Regions from separate parts of the Hordeum vulgare genome. Here region 1 is linked to region 2. The links are chromatin contacts, called in public Hi-C maps. All regions are on one chromosome and are shown on one strand. The core of a region is the stretch at or near the end of the contact, and the rest is flanking DNA. Distances in the headings are between cores, read along the strand shown.

Evidence for each region. A called contact is a pair of places that touch in the nucleus more often than the background predicts.
Region 1: a contact with region 2 is called in a Hi-C map of leaf, with 4 times the contacts expected there. The contact joins the promoter of LOC123429822 here to the promoter of LOC123425603 in region 2. A contact is called at or near these places in 6 of 6 Hi-C or Micro-C datasets (leaf, seedling and an unstated tissue) and 1 of 1 datasets of contacts at active chromatin or transcription factors (embryo).

The regions. Positions count from the first base shown.
Region 1 is chr2H:148,386,640-148,390,912 of MorexV3_pseudomolecules_assembly, reverse strand. It overlaps LOC123429822, which reads left to right and starts at 1,900. Exons shown (of 1, transcript XM_045113806.1): 1 at 1,900-2,808. The coding sequence starts at 2,261. The coding sequence ends at 2,644. It overlaps LOC123425607 (adenylyl-sulfate kinase 3-like), which reads left to right. Exons shown (of 7, transcript XM_045109301.1): 7 at 348-700. The coding sequence ends at 446.
Region 2 is chr2H:148,075,118-148,079,283 of MorexV3_pseudomolecules_assembly, reverse strand. LOC123425603 (protein FREE1-like) reads left to right here and starts at 2,068. Exons shown (of 10, transcript XM_045109293.1): 1 at 2,068-2,867; 2 at 3,052-3,138; 3 at 3,245-3,376; 4 at 4,112-4,166. The coding sequence starts at 2,166.

The DNA of each region.
Region 1 (4,273 bases), core at 651-3,150, 310 kb before region 2:
ACTCAAATTCATACAATTCATAGCACTCCCTCCAATCCAAATTAATTGATGGAGGGAGTACAAAACTGTACTAAAGCTGCGATAATTAATTTGGATCGGAGGGAGTAGTTATGTTTAATACTCCCTCTGTCACGAATATAAGATGTTTTGAATATTTTAATATGGACTACATACGGTCTAAAATGAGTGAACAACCACACTGTATACATCCGGTTCAGAGTATTTGTGGACGGATGGAGTATAATACAGCTAAGCCGCTTGTGAGAAGTAGGTCGTGATCTCTTCGGATGCTCTTTCCTACCGTTGACAAGCAGTTGCCAAGCATGAATACTTTCCTTTCGTTGCAGATTGAGATCAAGGAAGTGGATGGCGTGTGCCCTTCGCCTTCCGACATGGCGACACAAGTGATTACTTATCTCGAGGAGAAAGGCTTTCTGCACGAGTAGACGGTGACGGAAGCCATGAGCCTGTTGTCATGCTATAGAGAGTATTTCTACTAGATTAGCGCCAGAATAAGTCAAGCGCTGGCAGTTTTTTTTTCTGTGCTTGTTCAGATTTATTGTGTGCGTTGATCTGTCTTACTCGTAGTTTCTGTCCTTTTAACTTATCTTAGCCGCGCTAGGAAAATGTATTGTGCAAATTGCAATGGCATCCAGAGCAGCAGGGGTAGTAGGAGTTTGTTGCTAATTTATTCGCCTTACAACCTTGTGCTGGTTCCTGGTTGTTGTGATGAGGTGCAACAGCATGCTGACCATTTCAATTTTCCAATTATTGAGACTCGTCTGCCTTATTGCTTGCAGCACAGACCAAAACGATTGTAGTATCCCTTCAATCCAAATTTAAAATAAAAACCTGTAGTACGTTCGTGCATTATCCGAAGCGAATGCTAACTCGAAATAATAAATGCGTAAAGATTTATAGAGTATTTAGGAACGGAGGAAGTGACAGGAAGCGCATATCTTGAAATGTTTATCTGGTCAATGAAGGCCGCTCATACATCTTGCCATGCCAGGACAATAAGACCCACTTCACCTTTCCCTCAAAAGTAAATAAAAGAAGGATAATACAGTACAATTCAGCAGGCCACGGAATACGATGGGTGGTCGAATGGATCCGCACGTGGATTGCAGACCCTGGATTGAATGGATCCGCACGTGGAAAATCAACTTATGGTTGAAAAAAAATCAACTTATGGTTGAAAAAAAATCAACTTATTCCGTGGCCTGCAATCCACGTGCAGTACAATTCAGTACAATTGACATCTAACTCTTAATTCGTGGCAAATCAACTTATGGTTAAAAAAAAATCGTGATTAAATGGTTAGAGGGACAGTGGTATGTCCAATTCATTAAGGTTTAAGTGTTGATGCTTGCATTATTTTTGAATTTATTTCAGAATTTTTGACGATATGTTTTCAGTGTGAGGATACATTTTTGTCGACGACGAGACACCTATGATGACTATAAATCTCAGCATGATATATTGGTCCAGTCTTTCGAAGATGCTCGTAAAGGTAGAGTGTACATATGTAGTTCATATGAATGACTGTATGCATGTGTACATAAACACTTGCGTCTGTATTATGTTTAAAAAAAACTCTTACCTCGTGACATTGGAACGCCGGGTACGGCAAATGGTTTTGGCTGAGCGGGGCGACGAGGTGTGGCTTCTTTACCGGGTCAATCCTTCTCCCGTTCCGTCGGCGATACATGAACCATTCACGATGGCCACGGCACTTGGCCACAACATGCTCCACCGTACGATGAGACGACCGACCAGGCTCCGCTCTGGGAGTGGACGGAGCTATGGTGTAAAATAATAAAGTGAGCAAACAGCAGCTTCGCAAATTCTAGAAGCGGTGGATTATCGAACGGGCCCCTTGCTTGCACCTGCTGGTGCGACACCACCCACAACCGGTCAAAACACAGCCCCGGAACGCGGAAAACCCAACGAAACCTCCTCGGCGCAGGCCGTGCGCCCGCCGGCGGAAGCGACGAGTCGACGACGACCGCGCCGGCACATACTTACAAGACAAACCCACCCCGACGGCCACCTGCGCCTTCCCCGCCGCTGACATACATATAAACTGCCCGCGCGCGCTCCCTTCCACGCCACCACTTCCCTCCCCTCCCCTCCCCCCGCACTCCACGCAAACCAAAGCCCGCGCACGCAACCGGCCGACGGCGCCAAATAAAACGGCACGCGACGATCAGCGAGGGCCGCGAGGAGGAAGCAGCAGCAGCGACAGAGGGCCGGCTGGATGGTGTTCAGCGGCGCGTGGCTGGCGGCGGCGGCGATGGTGCCGGCGGAGCTGTGCCAGGGCGCGCCGCGGCCGGGGCAGCGGCGGCGGCTGCGGGCCGACGAGGTGCTGCGCGCGCTGCTCACGCCGCCCGCGCGGGAGCTGGAGCGCCTGGCCGACTGCCTCTACGTCTTCTTCTGCCTACCGCTGCCGGAGCCGGACCAGTACCACATGCCGGCGTCCGGGCGCGGCGGCTGGATGGCGCGCCGGCCGCCCGGCGCCGTGCTGTACAGCTACCGGAGGTCCCTCTCGCTCTCCTCCGACGGCGGCGGCTCCGGCTCGTCGTCGTCGTCCACGTGGATGGCCGGCTCCGAGGTGGAGGGGCTGTATTACTCGGACGACTAGGAAAGCATGCCGTGATGTGCGTGTGTGGCGGTGGTCGTGTCGGGCTCGTGTTAGCTAGGCGGCACCGCCGTTTTGTCCGTTCCATTCTTTGCTGTACATATTGGCTTGGTTGATTGGCTTCAACGAGGAATCAAGACTGTTTTTCTCGTTTGGTTCTTTTTCGATTCTTTGATTCGAAACGCTGTAAACAGATACAGACAGTACGCCCGTTCGTTAAGGAAACAAAGTTCTAAACGAAACGAAGAATGTTTCTTTTCCCTGTAGTAATTAGCATATATTAAGTATTAATAATATTATCCATGTCCTTACAAACACACTCATACAAAAAATAAAAATACATTTAAATCAGATCACAACAAATGCTTAACCAGGTTACTGTCACCGAATATCAACTTACTCTCTTCTGGGTTAGTCTCACAACCCTCGACATATTCGTAATCTAATCAGAACGGATCCAAATCCCATCGCATGGTCATCTGACCATTCATCATGTAGTCTTCTATTGGTCAACACATCATGTTATCAACATTCTCTGATGTTCACACGAGACGAGTTCTACCATCATTACTAACACTGATATGGTTGATCATCTACTGAGGTCTGGTCAGGCTGTTCAATACTGTGGACGCGGCTATTCCAATAGATTTGACACTCTGCAGAGTTTGCATACTTTACCCACACTATGGAGCACTGACCTCGTGATCACATTCGGGTGGATCAATGTTGCTCCAACGAAATTTGTCTGACCCGTGACTCTTTCATCGTACCACCGGCATTCATCCTTCCCCGGAGTCCTGCCCTAGGTGGCCCTGTGTCCTCGTGACACCTGCCACCGTCGTAGCCAAACTAAACTGTCCCATCCGAGGACGCCGACACAAATAACTCAACTGGCTCACAGGGTTATCACTGCCTACCTGATAAGGGTAGCAAGCGAGCATAATCCTCTCTCTTTGGAGGTACCGGTGAAAGAGCACGCGATCAGACCAAGTCAAGACCGTCCCATATCGGCAAATGTTGTTGCACTGATGAGCCCGGACAGGTGACTCTGATCAACCAACTAGGTATCCTATCCCGAATATTATCTGTCATAGCTGACGCTACGATGTCATAGCAATCCGATAATTGATAAGCTCAAGCCACTACTGTTAATCCATATCCATAAACTGTCGGATGAAACACAAAGTAATCATAGACAGTAATCTCAACAGTATAATGTAAATGGCAAACTATTACTTTACAGATTCTAGCTATAAGTTAGACCTTCGGAACCCTCGCATAAAATCGACAAATAAATCGGTAGCCACCAGAACGGTCTTTACAACACATATCCGGGACATTACCGGAATAACTCAACCCCGACTCAAGACGGCTGGAAAGCAGCTCAGAGCATGAGACGGTGTTGATAAGAAGAATGTAGCAGTTCCCTAAGACGGCCGAAGAACAGCTCAAAGCATAGGATCACTTCCACGGAAAGAAATTCAATAGTTGCCCGTGACGGTCGAAAAGCAGCTCAGAACATGAGCTAGCTGCTCACAAGAGAAATATAAAGTTGGCATCCACCCCGGACGGCCGAAAATAGCTCAGACTCAGGCATGGTGCCGTTATTGAAGAAAATGCGAGCAAGGGTTC
Region 2 (4,166 bases), core at 819-3,318:
TCGCTGTGGACGCGCTCCGGCCTCACCAGTGACGGGAATGGAACGCCGACATCTCCGGGGCGTCGCGGACACTCTTGCCCGAGTGGGAGGAGACGACGTTGACGAGGACGACGGTGACGAGGGTGGAGCACCTCCTGCTCCCTCTCTCTGAATCTCACCTCTCTCTGTGAACTATCTACAGAGAAGAACAGTGGAAGGGGAAAGTGGCGGCGACGAAGGAGGGGGAAAGAGGAACCCTAGGAAGAGGACGGCTCGGCTGAAGAGGTTAAGTAGGGGCCCCTCGACGTCCGTGAACCTCACGACGTCGACGTGGACGATCCCTCTCTCTCTCGCGCGCGTCCCTCTGCTGACGGAAAGCAGAAAAGAAACGATGCTGACGAGGAGGAAGAAGGAAAGGAAGCTGGGCCAAGCACTGGCGAAGGAAGGAAAGAAAGGGGGCGAGGCCCAAGTGGAGGAGGAGATCAGCCGGCCCACCTGGCTCCTCTGTAGCCGACCAAAATCAGAAAAGAAAAAGGGTTTTCTTTTGAAAAAATAAACATCACCGAAAATCAAAATACCTAGAGCAAACAGGGTTTTGAAAAATAAAATTAACAACACCTGGGGCATGAGGGAATTATGCCCTATTTAAATAAAATGCAAACCTGAATTTTTAGACAACTAAATTATAATCATAACGGGGTTTTAATATGCTGTTTTAAAATAAATGCCACCTCTCCAAAGTAAGATTTTAACCATGAGGGCTACCCCTCAATCACAAACAATATCCTATAATTAACTAACATTTTTAAAACAGGTTTACTCAAAGTTATTTCATAGGTTCATTTATTAAAGGAGAAAGGGTTTTGAAACCTTGATTGAAAACACCATATTTTGAAAAACCCCATAACATCAACACAAACACCTAGCACTCATAATCACATAGCACTCATGATAGATCAAGCAACAACAACACAATGGATGCCATGATGCAAGAAGGAGGCAAAATATAACATCCACATGGAATGATAACTCTTATGGCATTGAGAACAAGGTTCCAAAATAGGAAAGGATCCCAAAATGGCAAGGATTACATCTGGGGCATTACAGCTTCCTCCTTCAGCAGCGCCGCGAACGCTTCCTCGTCATCGCAGTCCATCGCCAAGACAAAACACCGAACACCAGGCGGGTGTGGCAGACACGCAACCGTTTGCGTGTCTGGAGCGACGGAAAAGCTCGCCCAAAAACCGAGGGCGAAGTCGCGGCGAACCCTCCCTTTCTCGGCGGGGAGATGGCCTTTCTAGCGGCGGTAGGCACGTGGGCGACGCCAGGATCGACATAGTGGGGAAAGGTGTGTTTCACGTGTGGGGTGGGGGGAGAATTTGGAGGTGGGAAAACGTTTTTCACCTGACAGTGCCTACCCACATGCCGTTTTCCATTCCGCTGGAGCCCCCAAGCGCACTAGGTTCGGCCTGGGATCGACGGGCCTAAAAATGAACCCAACCGGTGAAAATCGACATCCTGAGGGCGTGACTGGGAGGATTTTTCGGCGTCAACGAAAAAAACACGTCCGAGGCGTGACTGGAGATGCTCTTAACGGATGTGCAATTGTAGTTACTTTGTTGGAGCACAACTGGTTGAGCATTAGAAAAGCCATTTTTTGAACAATTGACGCTCTTTATATTTAGCAAAAAAAGTAAATTAAAGAGAGAATTGTTAGGGAACCACAATGAACTGCTCCACTACTTTTCTTTTTGGGCAAAACCACCCTCACTAATTAAATCATTAATTTTCAGTTTAAAAGGCATTAATTTTCAAATCCAATCCGGATCATGTGGGCCTTTAAGCTGACGGACATGCACGGCCCAATTCGATCCACACACCAGCAACCCGCCGTGTCGGGCGCGTAGTCAGAGCGGCAGACAAAACAACTCCCGCGAAAGGCGAACCCAATACCACCACAGCAACCATCGTGACCGTCCACTTCCACCCGCCGACGAGATCCAACGGCCGCCGCGCGCGGACACGCTCCAGCACTAACGCGTCAACCTCCGAAACGAATCCCCACCTTCTTTACCCTTTCTTCCCCTGCAAACAAACGCAATCGCGAAGCATCGAATCGGATCAGAGTTCGGGAAAAAAAAGCGAGAGGAAATCGCCGTCGCCTCTTGCGTTCCACCTCGCCGGCGATGCAGCACGGGAGCGGCGACTACGCCTCCCCCGCCCCCGCGGGCCACTACTACCCTCACCAGTACACGTCGCCGGGGCCGACCCCTCACCCCATCGCCGCCGACCCCCCGATCCCGGGGGGCTACGCCTCCGCGCCGCCCTACTCCGTCGGCGGCTACCCCGAGCAGCCGCCATCTGCCCCGTCCTACACGCAGCCGCCCCAGTACGCCGGGTACCCGCCCTACAACCCCACGCCCTACCCCCCGGAGCCCACGCCGGCGCCGTACTACAGCTACTCGCAGCCCACCCAGCCGGCTCCCGCAGCGGAACCCAGCCCAGCGCCGCTTCCCTATGACGCCCCGTACTACGGTGGAGGCTACCAGCAGCCTGCCGCTCGGTATGGCGACGACGATTACCTGAACGAGGGCGCGTATGCCTATACCGGCGACGCAGGCCCCGAGCCGTACGGCGCGCGCGGCACGGCGCCGACCCGGTCAGGAGCCGCGATGTTTGATGACTACGGCCGGTCGATTGGACTCTCGTCCGGAGGGGTGGAGCAGCCACACGGCGGCGAGGGCGGCAGTGTGGGTGGGAGCTTTGGGAAGATTGCGAGGGCTGTTCCAAAAGCAGAAACCCATGAGGATGCTAGTGGTGGTGCGCAGAAGTTTCGGGTTAAGCTGCTGCCAGAGGGTGCCGGAAGCCCCACCGATGTGCTTTGCCAGGTACAACTTCAGTAACGATAAGCTATCAGTTTACACATGTTAGGTGTATTGTTTCACTCCGAAATTATGATATCGTGCTGTGGTTTTGCAACATATATGTTACTTGTTCCAACTTCCATATTGATCACAAGGACTGTTATGATACATGAAATCTGTACTTATTAATTATTATATGCTATTGCAGGTTGGTCTGGATGGAATCCGCATGCTTGATCCCAGCACAAGCAGGACCCTAAGGATTTATCCCCTTGATACACTGACTAAATGGGAGGTGTGTTGGACAGCATTTTTGCAGAAGATTATGGTTATATTTTCTCATCAGTGATATGATACACAGCAGTGAGGGTATTCTAATGGTTGACACTCCGCTTATTTAGGTTTTGGATTCAACTGTATTTGCGATTTGGGCAAAGACTTCAGTAGATTTTGAAGCAAAGAGAATAAGGCTGAAGTCAAACAGCTATACTTCCAATACTTTGCTTGACACTGTGACAGCAGCAACAGTCCAGGTATTACACCACCACCATTCTCTTCTCACTATCCGTGAGTAGCCACCTAACTATATTGAAAACAGTGGAAATCCTTCTTCTCAATGCTCTAATGTCAGTATATTTTAGTTCCGTTTCTTTGGCAGTGTTGCTGTTTCATATTTCAACTACATCTGTAATAACTATCAGTACAAATGGTTTACTCTAGTTATCTATCCATGCTATGGTTTGCTTTGGTACTTCTGGTTCAGTTTACATGTTATTCTAACTCCATACTTGTGGAAATAAGGAGCTAATGTCTTAATTTTTTGCATGGTTTACCCATGTATGCTGATCAGTCAATACTACTATCGATAAACCATCGATAGGGTTATTTGGTGAGAACTGTTCAGTACTGAAATGACATATATTTTGGACCGAAGATAGGTATTAAAAAATGAAATATTTTTTTCATGAATATTTCGCCTTCTATAGTATGACCAGACGAGTAAAATCTCGTGCCAATTTTTTGGTTGTGTGCTAACATGTTTTTATCTGTTCTGTTACACTTGTGTTTGAATTGCTCCTATCTTGCTGATTCTATTTTAGCCATATTTTTATTTACATGGATTTTTATGTTAATACTCGATATTCGTGTTGCCCAGATTGGTTACTAGCTTGGAACTACTTACTTGACACTGTTTTCGATTCTACATGATACATTAAGAATTTCTTCCTTAGATAAGCCTTGTTTACTTTTGTGATTGTATAACATAGTTTAAGGAGATCGGTGAAGATGCAAGAGCCAAAGGAACTGTAGACGCTGGCAAAT